Regions from separate parts of the Mus musculus genome. Here region 2 is linked to region 1. The links are chromatin contacts, called in public Micro-C maps. All regions are on one chromosome and are shown on one strand. Each heading gives the region's core, a stretch centred on a gene start, on an enhancer-like site or on the middle of the called end of the contact. The rest is flanking DNA. Distances are from core to core; before and after follow the strand shown. Region 1 holds the start of Lrrc75a (leucine rich repeat containing 75A). Region 2 overlaps Pigl (phosphatidylinositol glycan anchor biosynthesis, class L).

Region 1 (6,537 bases), core at 202-2,701:
AAAAAAAAAAAAGGACTGGTGAGCTGGCTCAGTGGGGAGGAGCATTGACTGCTCTTCTGAAGGTCCTGAGTTCAAATCCCGGCAACCACATGGTGGCTCACAACCATCCGTAATGAGATCTGATGCCCTCTTTTGGTGTGTCTGAAGACAGCTACAGTGTACTTACATATAATAAATAAATCTTTAAAAAAGAAAAGAAAAAGTCGTGTGGTCGTACTCACCTAACAATCCTAAATTAGTAAGGTGGAAAATAGGTGGATTTGTGGAGTTCATTGGCCAGGCAAACTAGCCTGCTTGGGGAGTTCCACGCCAGGGAGAAACTTTGTTAAACAAAAAAGCACCAGGGTAAACAGACACAGAAATACACACACACAGTCTTCACCTTCCAACTCTTGACATAAATGTTACTGTGTTACTATCCTAACCTTCCAGAAGGAGCCAGGGATCTGGAAGCCCAAGGCTTTTCTGATACGTATCAGCAGCAGGTGGTGGACTCCAGCCCTCTGGCCTAGAGCAATACTAGCGACCTTAAGAAAGAAAAAATAAATAAATAAATACAAATAAAACTGCTGCCCCTCCTACAGCTAAGAACAGGGCACATGGGCCTCCAAAATACCTTATCCAAGCACCATGGGTTCCCAGGGGGTTGGTAGAAGAAACCCGAGAAGAAGGCAACAAGGAATGTCTAACCAGAAGCCACATTTCCGCTTTGAAGTAGTAGCAGGAAGACTTAAAGGTCTCCTCTCAGCAGTGTCGGAGGGAGAAAAGAATGCAGAGTTCACAAAACTAGAGTATCCAGATCTGTGTCCGTGCACCAACTACCATCACCTACCTGAAAGCCACTGGGGCTCCAAGAAACGAGCATCGGAACCACCCAAGATGCTAGCTAAATGCACATTTCCAGGCCCGGAGAAGAGGCTTGCTCAGTGGGCATTGAGCCAGGCCTGAGATACTACGCTTTAAACCAGCACCTCGGACAATCTGAGATACTGATTCTCTGCAGAGCCCACTCTTGAGAATCTAGACTCTGCGGCGAACAGGACCTCCAAGTTCCGAAGTTTCTCTCCCTCGCTCGGCGCCCCGACCTCCTCCCACCACCGTAATCCCTGGGCCTCACCTAGGCGCGCAGTCAGGAAAGCATCGGGGAACTCACTGACCTTTGCCAGGAAGCCGCGGGCCCCAAGAGGCGCAGCACAGTGTCCGGCAGGGGGCGCTGCACCAGGGACAAAGCAGGGCGGGGGCGCCGGGCACCCCTAGCCCAGAGCCGCGCGGCGGGAAGGAGCGGGCGCCGGAGAGGGAGGGAGACACGCGGCGGCGCGGGGGCGGGGCGGCCGGCGGGGCGGGGCGGGGCCGACGGGCTGGCGGCGAGCGCCGGGACGGGCTGGCGGCGAGCGCCGGGAGAGCGCGCCGGGGCAGCGAGGAGGGAGGAGCGAGGGGAGTGCGGGCCGCAGCCGCCCCCGCCCCCGCCCCGCGCCCGCGCCTCCCGCGCGCAACAGTTCCCCCAAAGTTGCGGCCGGGGAGGCGCGAAGCCGGCGGGGGACGCGGCCTTAGCCCGGCGCGCGCAGCCCCAGGCGGGCGGCGGCATGGGCACTCGGCAGACCAAGGGCAGCCTGGCGGAGAGAGCCAGCCCCGGCGCGGCGCCCGGCCCCCGCCGCGAACGACCCGACTTCTGGGCGTCGCTGCTGCTGCGCGCCGGGGACAAGGCGGGGCGCGCGGGCAGTGGGCTACCCCCCTATCACCGGCGCGTCGGCATGGTCCAGGAGCTGCTGCGGATGGTGCGCCAGGGCCGGCGGGAGGAGGCGGGGACGCTGCTGCAGCACCTGCGCCAGGTGAGCGCGGGGAGGGGGCATGGGGGGCGCGGCGGCTCCCGGAGCGCCCCGCCCCTACGAGGGGGGTGACAGGAGAGCGCCGGGAGGCACCGCCCAGGGTCCCCGTTTCGCGGGGATGGAGCGGTGTGTCAGCAGGTGCCTCTGTGTTTCCTGCTGAATTTGGGGCCTCAGGCTAGGGTGAGGAAGGCTGACCTGTCCAGGTAGGTAAAGGGGACCTGTTGGACCATTGTCCCTGCTCCTCTCCTCCACAAGTCCCCAGGGATAGTTGATGAGAGAGGATACAGAGAGGAATGCCTGGTCTGGGCCAGAGTTTTCTTCCTCTCTGCTCACAACCTATCACCCTCTTGCAAGGGTCCCCAGGGAATGCGCAGTTATCTGTTTAAGCCAGCTTCTGAGGTATGTCCCTAGGACCAGTAAGATTTCAGCCCCTAGATCGTTTGCAACCAATATTGTGTCTTGTGGTTTCATCTCCCCTAACTTTGGCTGGTCCTTGCAGTGAGACCCCGGCAGAAGTCTTGGTCAGAATGAAGCTAGGCTTGGTTTCTTGGCCAGCAGGAACTGTACTGTACTCTCTCAGCCTGGTCCTGATTCACTGACTAAGGGGCATACTACACATCTGACCAATAGTCCCCTTCAATAGTCCCCTCTATTGAAGGGCTGGTGCCTCACCCACCTCTCGTTTTTTTGTTTTCCTTTCTCATTTTCTTCCGGGGAAAGTGGTAGCCTGTACTATAGGGTCTTGCTGAGTGGCAGAGGCAGGAGGGTGCATAGGTGCTCGGTGGAACAGTGATCAGATCGGTTTGGTCTGGCTTTGTGTCACGGACTCGCACAGACGTTATATTTTTGTGCAGACCTTATATTCTTGGAGGACCCCTGTAGATAAACAGTGTGCTGAAAATGGGGGAGGGGAAACCTCAGCTGACCTTTGTGAGGTTTTCCCATTACTGATAGAAGAAGCTGTAGGGACAACTTCCTGGGAGGAGCTTCCAGGATCTAATTGGATCCACATCTCCCTGGATTCTGAACCATGGCTTCCCTCACACCCTATAATGTTTCTCTGGAGTTTGTTCCTAAGGTGTGTGCACTGCAAAAGAAAGAGAAGTAGAGACTTGAGGACTTGGGGAGGTGTAAGCCTTCCACCTTTGCCTCTAGTTTTCCTGACAACAGCCACAGTGATTCTCTAGAGGCTGCTGTACCCTCAGATACCTTCTCTGGGTTGAATCATCAAAGAAAGATAGCATTTTACACCATGTAACTTTAGTGGTGTGTATTTCTCTGTCTTTTGAAAATCAAAAGCCAACCTTGTATGGCCTCCATGGTAATTCTGTCACTTTCACATGCAAAAATGGATTTTCCAGACCGTCATTAGCTGTCTGTGCAATAGGCAGTAAGAGGGTTGTACCAATCACATGCAGCTTCCCCAGCCCTGAAGAACACCAAAGCAAGGAAGAAACTGACAAGCCCTTATTGAGGGGTAGGGGAGAAAATTAAGGCAACATTGGCAAGCACCAGTTAGGAGCCCACTGGAGGGAGCCGAGGGTCTCAGGGAGGAGGCTGATGTTAGGGGTATCCAGTAAAATTACACATCGCATTGTGGGACCTGGCCCTCTCCCTTTAGGGTCTTCCGCTTGTGTGTCTTTGGCTCTCTCTCTGGCACCTCTCCAACCACAGGCCCCGGAGGGCTAAAGGGAAGAGGCAGGGTTAATCAGACTTCCCCCTTTTCTGGGGCTCCCTGGCCCTGTGCCTGATGATGAGGGCTGTGGACCTGGAGAGCTGCCCTGCGTTGCCTGTAATGTGGGGATCAGAGAGCCCTTCCAGGAAACGGTCATTGACCTTAGGCGTGTGGCAGTGGGGCTCAGGGATGTCCCAGTGTCTGTGACAAATGAAAAGGGTGTTTTCTAGGACCCTGAAACCAAGCAGCGGAATGTCTAGCCAGATTTGTGCTGCAGTCTGAGTGGCTCTCCCCCAAGATACTATTTCCATCTTAGTTTCCTCCTGGCAGGAACCCGGGCAGTTTGGCCACCCCCACTCGCATAGTACTTTCTCCTGTATTTGATAACATTTGGCACTAAGTGTTTGGATTTGGGTTCTTTTGAAGCAAGGTCTTCTGTGTCCCAGACTGGCCTCTAACTCACTGTGAAGCCAATGATGACCTTGAACTTCTGATCCCCCCCCCTCCCCCCAGCCTCCACATCCCAAAGTGTTGGAATTACAAGCATGGGCCACCACACCCAGCTTATTTGGTCCTGGAGATCAAGCTCTGGGGCCTTGTGCATGCCAGGCAAACATTCTTTCAACTGAGCTACTCCCCAGCTGTTGACACTGGATTTCTATGTGTTCAGAGCGTGTCCAGGGTTAGAGAAAGCATCAATCCATAACTCCTATGGTCCTGAAGGGATTGAGGCCTTGATCTTTCTGAGTCTCTAAAGGAGCCTCATCTTCTCCTCAGGCAAAGGCACCTGATCTCCCCAGAGCTTGTGAGTGCTACCTATAGAGCCCAAGTGTAGAGTCAATGCTCTTCTCTCCTGCCTCCGTTTCTCTTGCTTTGTGTTTTGCATATAGAAATGGTTCAGAACCATGTGCGGCAGTCCGTGCTAAGCCAATGTATCATGGCTGCTGTTGCCACTTGTAAGATTCAGGGAGTGTCCTTTTGCTTGGAGACTTCTCCCGCTTATCACTTGTGGAAAGGCCTCACACACAGTTCAGAGGGTGCAGGCAGGATGCCAGGCAGTTGCCTTGAGGGATCACAGAGCCATCCTCTTCCCTTTAGGAACAATGTAAACTGAGAAAGGCCTGGCACCAAGAACCGAGCCTGGGTGGCTTGCCTTTGGTCCTCAGTCTGCTGTGACCTTGGGCCCAGTGGTAACCTCTCTGAATTGTGTTTCCTCCTTTCTTGAAGCGGCATCCTGGGTATTGAGCAGAACAAATGCTATCAAGTGTGTGTGAAATTTTGTTGGCACTGTCAATCAAGATGTGTTCTCATGGCAACCAGGAGGATCTGGCCTACTTTGGGTGTAGCTGGGTTAGGGACAAGAACATGTGGCCTTTCTCTTCAGGCCTAAACCAAGGAGTTCCTGGTTCGGAAGCAGTCTGGTACAGATGCTCATAAGCATAAAAGAACTCATCCCCTGGTTCTTTCCCTGTCATACCCTCCCCTAGGCCTTCCACTTCCCCATGCATCTTGGGTTTGAGGGCTCAGACTTGCTGTTTTAGGAGTCCTGGGGAAGGGATGGTCTAACAAAATAGGGGGGCTGTGTGGGAGATGCATCGCCACTGCCTCACTCCAGAGGTCTTTCTTCAGTCCCTGGAACTTCAGACTGTGTTGTCCTGCTTCATGGAATAGCAGAATGAGAAACAGGCTTGCTCCCCGCCAAGGTGACCCATCTCTGAGTTCACCAATACCCCTGCCATGTTAGTCAGCCATTCCCATGACAGAACATGTGAGGAAACCAACTTGTGAGCAAGGCTCTGTTTGGGCTCACAGCTTCCGAGGTTTCAGGTAGTGGTCATTTGGGCCTGTGGTGGGGCAGAACATTGGGGCAGGGAGTGTGTGGTTGTGGAAGTTGCATACCTCATAGTGTCTGGGAAGCAGAGAGGAAGGAGCCAGGCAGGGACCCGAGACCTCTTAAGATTTCCACTACCCAAGAGCACCACATGTTAGAGATTCATGGCCTTTGAAGGACACTCATCCAAACCCTAGCATCTACTTCCTGCAGAGAGTCTAGTTAAGCTGGTTTACTACTGGTGTGCTGTATCTCTGATAGGAAGAGCAGTTCTTCTGGCTGCCTGACTGCCCTCATCTCAGTGTGGCCTGGCTTTGTGGCTCTAGGTACTCTCTAGAATGGTAGAGCTGTCTTCCTAGGCTCAAAAGCAGAAACCACACCCACAAACACAAGAACTAAACACGTGGGCACTAGTGGGCACTAGGGTGCTCGACGTATCACTGACCCAAGAGGAGCTGGATAGTGTCCAAGCATCTGGAGACGCCCCGTTGACGGACAGATCTGCTGCCCCAAAACAGATGCTCACAGTGACATGTGAAGGTCATCTTTTCCCTCCCATAACCCTCCCAAGAGAATCTCTATGGGTGAGTCAATGGGAAGGTTCCCACACACTGATCAGACAGGTTCCCAGTGTCATCTCTTAATTCTTCCTCCACCTGGAATGCATCTTGTTTTCACACATGTTCTTTCCTTTCAGCGGGCCACCTTCCTGAGCACACCAGCCCATGCTCTAACATCTAGTTAGCACCCACATCCGTCCTGCCATGGTGCAAGGTATTTTAGTCACTCCTAGTTCCTCCACATGACCTTTGGTCTGTCACACAAGGTCATGTGCTTCCTGGGCGTAGAGACCCACCATTACCAGTGTGCATGGTCCAGTATTGAAAACCTGCAGGTTTGTGATAGTCCTTCTTAAGTCTTTGTGCTGTGGTAGTACGTGTGTAGACTGTCAACATGTCAACTCTGGAAGCGTTTGGATGCCCTGCTTCAGCCCTACGTCTGATTTATCAGGCTGCCAGTCTGGCTGTGAGCGCCTGTGCATTTGCTTCTAGGTTTCTGGGCATGCCAGTTTTCAGGAAATCCCTGATGGCCACAAGGTTGATTGTGCCTGGCACCCTGCCAGACTGAGGTGTTCTTGGAGAGAGGAGTGGCATGGTGCCCAGCCTTGGCTCCACAGGATCCTACTGGGCAGGTGTAGTCTGGGG
Region 2 (6,691 bases), core at 3,080-5,579, 140 kb after region 1:
GCACATCCTCCCAGCCAAGCTACCATCCCCACCTCTTAATTTGTGAACATAGAGTAAAACAAATACAAACAGGCACAAAATAATTCTCAAATCATTATAGTTCTTCTATGTGTCTTTTTAATGTCTCAGATTTGAAAACATTTTTCATAGGTTGTACTGTGTATATATCATAAAAAAAAAACCCTCAAGGGGTATTGTCAACAAAATAACAGTTCTCACTTCAAAGAGATGTGAGGTAGTTTATCCTGGGATGCAATATGTGCTGGTGTCCCAGGACACACATTCAGGTCACCCCAGTTCCATGTCCCAATGTGGAAACAGTTCCATGAAGTTTTATAGCAGAAGCCCTACTTAAATCGTACACGGGCACTTCTCTCACAACAGTCATACATGGGTTCTTCTCACACGTGGGCACTTCTCACACACATAGTCACTCAGGGGCTCTTCTCACACACACACACAATCATACATGGGCTCTTCTCACACACAGTCACACATGGGCACTTCTCACACACACACAGTCACACATGGGCACTTCTCACACACACAGTCACACATGGGCACTTCTCACACACACAGTCACACATGGGCACTTCTCACACACACAGTCACACATGGGCACTTCTCACACACACAGTCACACATGGGCACTTCTCACACACACAGTCACACATGGGCACTTCTCACACACACAGTCACACATGGGCACTTCTCACACACACAGTCACACATGGGCACTTCTCACACACACAGTCACACATGGGCACTTCTCACACACACAGTCACACATGGGCACTTCTCACACACACAGTCACACATGGGCACTTCTCACACACACAGTCACACATGGGCACTTCTCACACACACAGTCACACATGGGCACTTCTCACACACACAGTCACACATGGGCACTTCTCACACACACAGTCACACATGGGCACTTCTCACACACACAGTCACACATGGGCACTTCTCACACACACAGTCACACATGGGCACTTCTCACACACACAGTCACACATGGGCACTTCTCACACACACAGTCACACATGGGCACTTCTCACACACACAGTCACACATGGGCACTTCTCACACACACAGTCACACATGGGCACTTCTCACACACACAGTCACACATGGGCACTTCTCACACACACAGTCACACATGGGCACTTCTCACACACACAGTCACACATGGGCACTTCTCACACACACAGTCACACATGGGCACTTCTCACACACACAGTGGGAACATCAGGTAGGTGGATCACAGGGAAGGAAGGCATCTCAGCTGGACGCCTCAGATGCTATCTGAAAGAATCCCTAGCCTTTGGTTGGTGGGAACTAGGCAGCTGCTTCTATATTCCCAAGTGTTTACCCAACGGTCACAAAGATGCTAGGTCAGATACAGAAGTGGGGAGCAGACAGTTTGCAAGGTGTCTAAGGACACCCCAATATAACTTGGTTCTGGACATGCAGCCTTTCAACTTCTGTGTCGTTGCTAATCAGCGAATCGGCCTTGCAGAGGGCTCAGTGCAGGAACACAGTACAAAAGGACTCTTCAGAGACAGGCTCCACAGGCATGGGCAAAGCTCTGCTTGCTTACACCTGTGGCTATGGAAATACACTTCTTCCCCCAAACAAAGCAGGCTAAGAACACTATTTGTTCATTATCATGTAGATTTTTACATGTGGGTATACTGCTTTATGTAAACGTGGTTTTATCACTATCCATCCTATTAGAATAACTATTTGAGGTTATTTTTTTACTTTTTAAAGAAACTCATTATGTAGCTCTGGATGTCCTGGAACTCACTATGTTGACCAGGCTGGCCACAAACTTAGAGATATCCACAAGTCTCTGTCTTCTGAATGCTGGGATTAAAGGCATATACTACTACACCCAGCTTCCCATATTTTATTTATTTTGTACTGGTTCAATATTTCACTATCAGAATAATGTTTGTATTTTCTTTCCATTTCTTTCTTTTTCTTTTTAAAAAAAGTATATATGGGCTGGCGAGATGGCTCAGTGGTTAAGAGCGCCGACTGCTCTTCAGAAGGTCCTGAGTTCAAATCCCAGCAACCACATGGTGGCTCACAACCATCTGTAATGAGATCTGATGCCCTCTTCTGGAGTGTCTGAAGATAGCTACAGTGTACTTACATATAACAAATAAATCTTAAAAAAAAAAAAAAAGTATATATATAAAGGTGTGGGCCCAGCTCCTACTGTGAAAAGGCAGAGAACCAAGGTGTTTATTGGCTCCTTAAAGGGGGGACCCACAGGATCATCTCCACACACAGCAGAACCACCATGATGATAAGGTACAGCTTCTCTAGACTGTAAAGTTCTCATAAGGGGACACAAATAAAAACCCAAGGAATAGTTTGAAGCACCTGAAGACTGTGGGGGGAGGGGAGAGGGGTGTCTGGATGAACCTGTGCTAGGGTTTGGCTGTGTCCCCTGGAATTCATGTGTCTTCAGAGCCCCAGTGTTTAGGGTGAGGCCTTTTGGAAGTGACAGGGTTATTTGTTGTAGGCGTGGCTTTGTTCTAAAGGAACTCTTTGGCTCATGGGCTCTTTCTGACTGACTGCCTTTGCCTTTGAGATGCAGCGGGATGCCCCTCACCGCGGTCATGTAGAGGCTGCTATGCTCTTGGACTTCACAGGCTTCAGAACTGTGATCCAAGAAAACCGCAGCTCTGCAGATGCCCTGTGAGCGGTGTTTCAGCTACAGGAACAGAAGACTGACCAAAACAGCCTGGTCTGGAAACCATGTAAACATCACACCTGTGAACTAGTTCTATGGCACATTTACACACATTTGTGGTAAAGACAACTTCCCTAGGCTTTGCTGGATGTCTGGTGCAAACTCTGTTATCATGCAAACTATTGGTAAATTAGTGGGGTGGCTACTATTGTGTTGGTGTAGGCTTGGTTTTGGCAGGTTTTCCTCAGAAGAGGAAGCTGGGTTGGGGTGACCCATCCTTCATGTGGTCCCTGTTTGGCAGACGCTGCTTTGCTGGGGTTTCCCTGGGTCAGGCAGGTAAATCAGCCCAAAGCCTGGCCAGACGACTTCTTGCTCTGCTTCTCCCTCTTGTTCTGAGGGTCTGACCACTCTCCAAGGCTTCAGAGGAACCGCAGTGAGTTGATTCTCATGTATCTGGAGAAGAGGACGTAGAGGTATCGGAACCAGAGGAGCTGGCTGCGGTGGCAGGACATGGCTTTCTGGAAGAATCAGAGAACATGCTGGCACTCACTCTGGGCCTGTTATTTGCAGACCCTCCCTCTCACTGCCCCACTGGGAGCTCTACGCTTTCTTAGATGTATATGTATGTCAGTGCTTGAGTGCATGGGTATGTAGTAACCAAGGAGGCCAAAAGAGGGTGACAGACCCCCTGGAACTGGAGTTACAGATGGCTGTGGCACAGGAACTGAAACCAGATCTTCTATGGGAGCATCGAGTGCTCCTAACCACTGAGCCAGCTCTCCAGCCGCTTGTTTTCATTTCACTGATGATGGTGTATGTATTTTTTTTTTTTTTTTTGGTTTTTTGAGACAGGGTTTCTCTGTGTAGCCCTGGCTGTCCTGGCACTCACTTTGTAGACTAGGTTGGCCTCGAACTCAGAAATCCACCTGTCTCTGCCTCCCAAGTGCTGGGATTAAAGGCATGCGCCACCACGCCCGGTTTATACATTTTATAATCAGGAAAAAAAAAAAAAAGCCCAAGTCGTTGAAAAGCTAGTCAGCCAGGTGGAATAATCTAGCATGTGGCGCACTGTCGCAGGTAGCAGGGCTTTGAAGAGCCAAGGGACATGAGGCTGGGGTCACAGTACAGTATCAGGAGATTCATATCTTACCTTGGCCTGTGCCACTTCTTTGCTGGTGAGCACAAAGAGAACATCCTGGGGTGACAGCAGAGTCCAGGGCAGATCCAGGAGGAAGGCGTACTTCCGAAGCGCGTTCACAGACTGGAGCGTGAGCACGGAGCACCCTGGGCAAGGAGGGATGGCGGATGGGATCACTGTGCTGCTCTCAGCCAGGTGCTCCCCTGAGCACCCTCCCTCTCCTAGTGGCTCAAGGCAGGCAAGGCAGATGCTCTTCAGCTGCCAGGTGCTTTGTGGCTCTCACCAGCATTCTCTCACAGGGGAGGACTGCCAGGTGGCAGAAGTGCTCCACAGCTGTGAGTGTCCGTGCAAGAGCTTCCACTTGGGCTGCTAGAGGGCTGAGGAAAGGTGATAAACAGGAACTTCTAAATTGGGAAACTAAAGACTCATTCCAGCTGTGCTCTGACACCAGGTGCTGGGTGAGCTGGCTCTCACCTGTAATCACAGCACTTGGAAGCCAGCCTAGGCTTCAGAGTTAGACCCCATTGCCGGGTCTGGCATGGCCTTGGTGGTGGGGGAGTGAATTGGTTCCCGCCTCTGGATCAGGACCAACTGGCCTTCCAAAGCCTCATGGGCTGCTGTGGGCAAAAGGCTTGTTTGCATAATAATGTACATATGTTTGCATTCCTCTGTTCCGGCCTAGCAGTAAATGATAATGACTCCACGGGATTCCGAGACTGCACTAGTCCTGGAGGCATAGGTGTGGCTAGTGTCTCAGCAAAATGGTAAATGCTGGGACCTACAAGACAGCCCTTAAGGTTATGAAAAGAACTCTAAAACCATGAGTTTGAAAATATAAAATTTCTCAACTATGTAAAATATGACTATGTAATATAAATTGTGTAAGGAGCTTCATAGATCTAAAGGGACTGAGGCAGCTGCACTGTGAGCCAACTTGTCAGATACTTAGGAGGAAGATAAAGAGATTTAGAGCAGGCTAAGTTTTGTTGTTGTTGTGCTTACATAGATTCCTGAGTTCAAGGTCAGCGTGGGATAAGGAATTTAGGTCCAGGCTCTGCAGTGGTTGAAAAGGTAATTTCTGGGTGGGGTCCCACCCAACTAGTTTGTTGCCTTGTGTAACAGAGGCAGGCGGATCTCCGAATTCTTTTGCAACTTTAAAAAAAATGCGCTTGCTCTCCCATAACAAAGGGCTGGGATCACCGGATGCAGTTTGATAGGATAATCCAAAGGAAGCCAGGAGTAGAGTAAAGGACTAGATTGGTATGTAAAATAAAAGATCAGTGGGAATGAGCTATGCAGAGAAGTTTTTAGGTCAGAGAACTGCTTGGAGAATAGGCACAAGCAGAACACAGAGGTAACTGGCTAAAGATCTCCAGAGAAGGAAAAACAGAGAAAGCAGACTGAAAAGCTGTCTTGAGCAGAACATAGGCCACCAGCTCAGACCCATGCTTTGACCTGAGTCGTTTGTTTCCCCAGGTCCCAGTCAGGCCTTCTCTCAGAACCCCTCTCCAAGCCAAGGCTGGTCCTTGGCACCCCATCTCTGAAAATGTTTTGGCATGGAAAGTCTCTTAACTGCTCTGGAGTTTAGCTTCCTAGTTGATAAAGTGGTGTGGGCAGTGTAGGCCTGCCTGTCTCACGTGGTGGACAATGGTGGCCAGTGGTGCTCCTAAGGCCTCACTCAGTCTGTGGAGACAGCACTCAGCTCCCGCGGTTCACTTTCTGATCTCATGTCACCCCTGTGAGGGAGGCCAGCCCAGAACCTGCCATGCACACCTTACAACACTGCACAGTCTAGGGCCACCCTGAATATGTGTCCTTCAGTCCCCAGCGGTACTGTTCTAGGACTGCCACAAATACTTCAATTACTGATGACCAAGTTGACATAAAATGATGCAGTGTTTACACAGAACCTATCCGCATCCTCTTGTATACATGAATTCATCTCCGGGTTACTTATACTCTCTAATGTGAGGAAATGCTGTGGAAATAGTTGCTGTATTCCATTGTCTAGGACTAATAAGAAGAGAAGAATCTGCATGCTCAGTATAGGTGCCATTTTTTTCTTCTTGCATATTTAAATATGTTTTTGCGTGTGCGTGTGCCTGCATGAGTTTATGTGCACCACATTCGTGCACTGGATGTCTGAATGCCCTGGGACTGGTATTATAAGGTGTTGTAGTCTGCCTGATATGGGTCCTGGGAACTGAGCCCAGGTCCTTTGCAAGAGCGTGCTTTTAACTGGGGAGCCTGGTCTCCAGCATCCCCTTGAATAATTCTGCTCCCATGGTGTTAAGTCCATAGATAACATAGAAATTAATAGATATGGAGGGCTGACAATATTTGCAAATTTCCTTGGTAAGTTCCTTACAAGAGTAGTGACTGTTGTCTATTTGCAAAAAACCAGAAACCCAAACAACAAAAGCCTTCTTTACCTTTAGGCAGCTTCCCTCCTGAGTGCAGGGCCCTGGAGGATGGAGAGGAGGAACATTAGAGGGAGCACGAGACACCCACTCTGCTGTGTAAACAGGAGGGACCTTCAGAGCAAGGCCTGCAGGCCCATGGCCCAGCCAAGCACACGAGACTCCCGGAAGTTTCTATTGCATAAGTCAACATCTAAATCTACAGGACTCCACACTTCTGATTATGGCATTTCATTCCCACACAGCTTAATCCAGAAGTTGGTCTGTGGATTATGGAATAATCTGGCCTCAAGTTTTGCCCATTAGAGATGAGATAACTACCCTCGATGTTTTTTGTTTTTCTCTAAAAATCTATTAGTGTCCTAGTTAGCTTTCTGTTGCCATGATAAAGACCAAGACCAAAAACAACTTTGGGAGGAG

The links. Hi-C and Micro-C count contacts between places; a contact is called where the count stands out from the background.
Region 2: a Micro-C map of embryonic stem cells shows a contact between it and region 1, with 5 times the contacts expected there. The contact joins the enhancer-like site here to the promoter of Lrrc75a in region 1. A contact is called at or near these places in 1 of 484 Hi-C or Micro-C datasets (embryonic stem cells), 3 of 115 datasets of contacts at active chromatin or transcription factors (embryonic stem cells and stem cell-derived neural progenitor cells) and 2 of 9 other capture datasets (adipose tissue and pancreatic islet).

Annotation. Positions count from the first base shown.
Region 1 is chr11:62,643,437-62,649,973 of GRCm38.p6, reverse strand. It overlaps Lrrc75a (leucine rich repeat containing 75A), which reads left to right and starts at 1,451. Exons shown (of 4, transcript NM_198861.1): 1 at 1,451-1,829. The coding sequence starts at 1,584. It overlaps Mmgt2 (membrane magnesium transporter 2), which reads right to left and starts at 1,310. Exons shown (of 2, transcript NM_175002.2): 1 at 1,118-1,310.
Region 2 is chr11:62,509,444-62,516,134 of GRCm38.p6, reverse strand. Pigl (phosphatidylinositol glycan anchor biosynthesis, class L) reads right to left here. Exons shown (of 7, transcript NM_001039536.4): 5 at 6,284-6,315; 6 at 3,864-3,997; 7 at 98-3,231. The coding sequence ends at 3,133. Among named protein-coding and RNA genes, the nearest start is that of Cenpv, 26 kb to the left of the region's middle. Within about 2 kb of position 4,329, at least 40 of the 459 cell types and tissues checked have an H3K27ac peak or open chromatin away from gene starts, as enhancers often do. A contact at or near this core is called in embryonic stem cells and pancreatic islet, where this site is marked.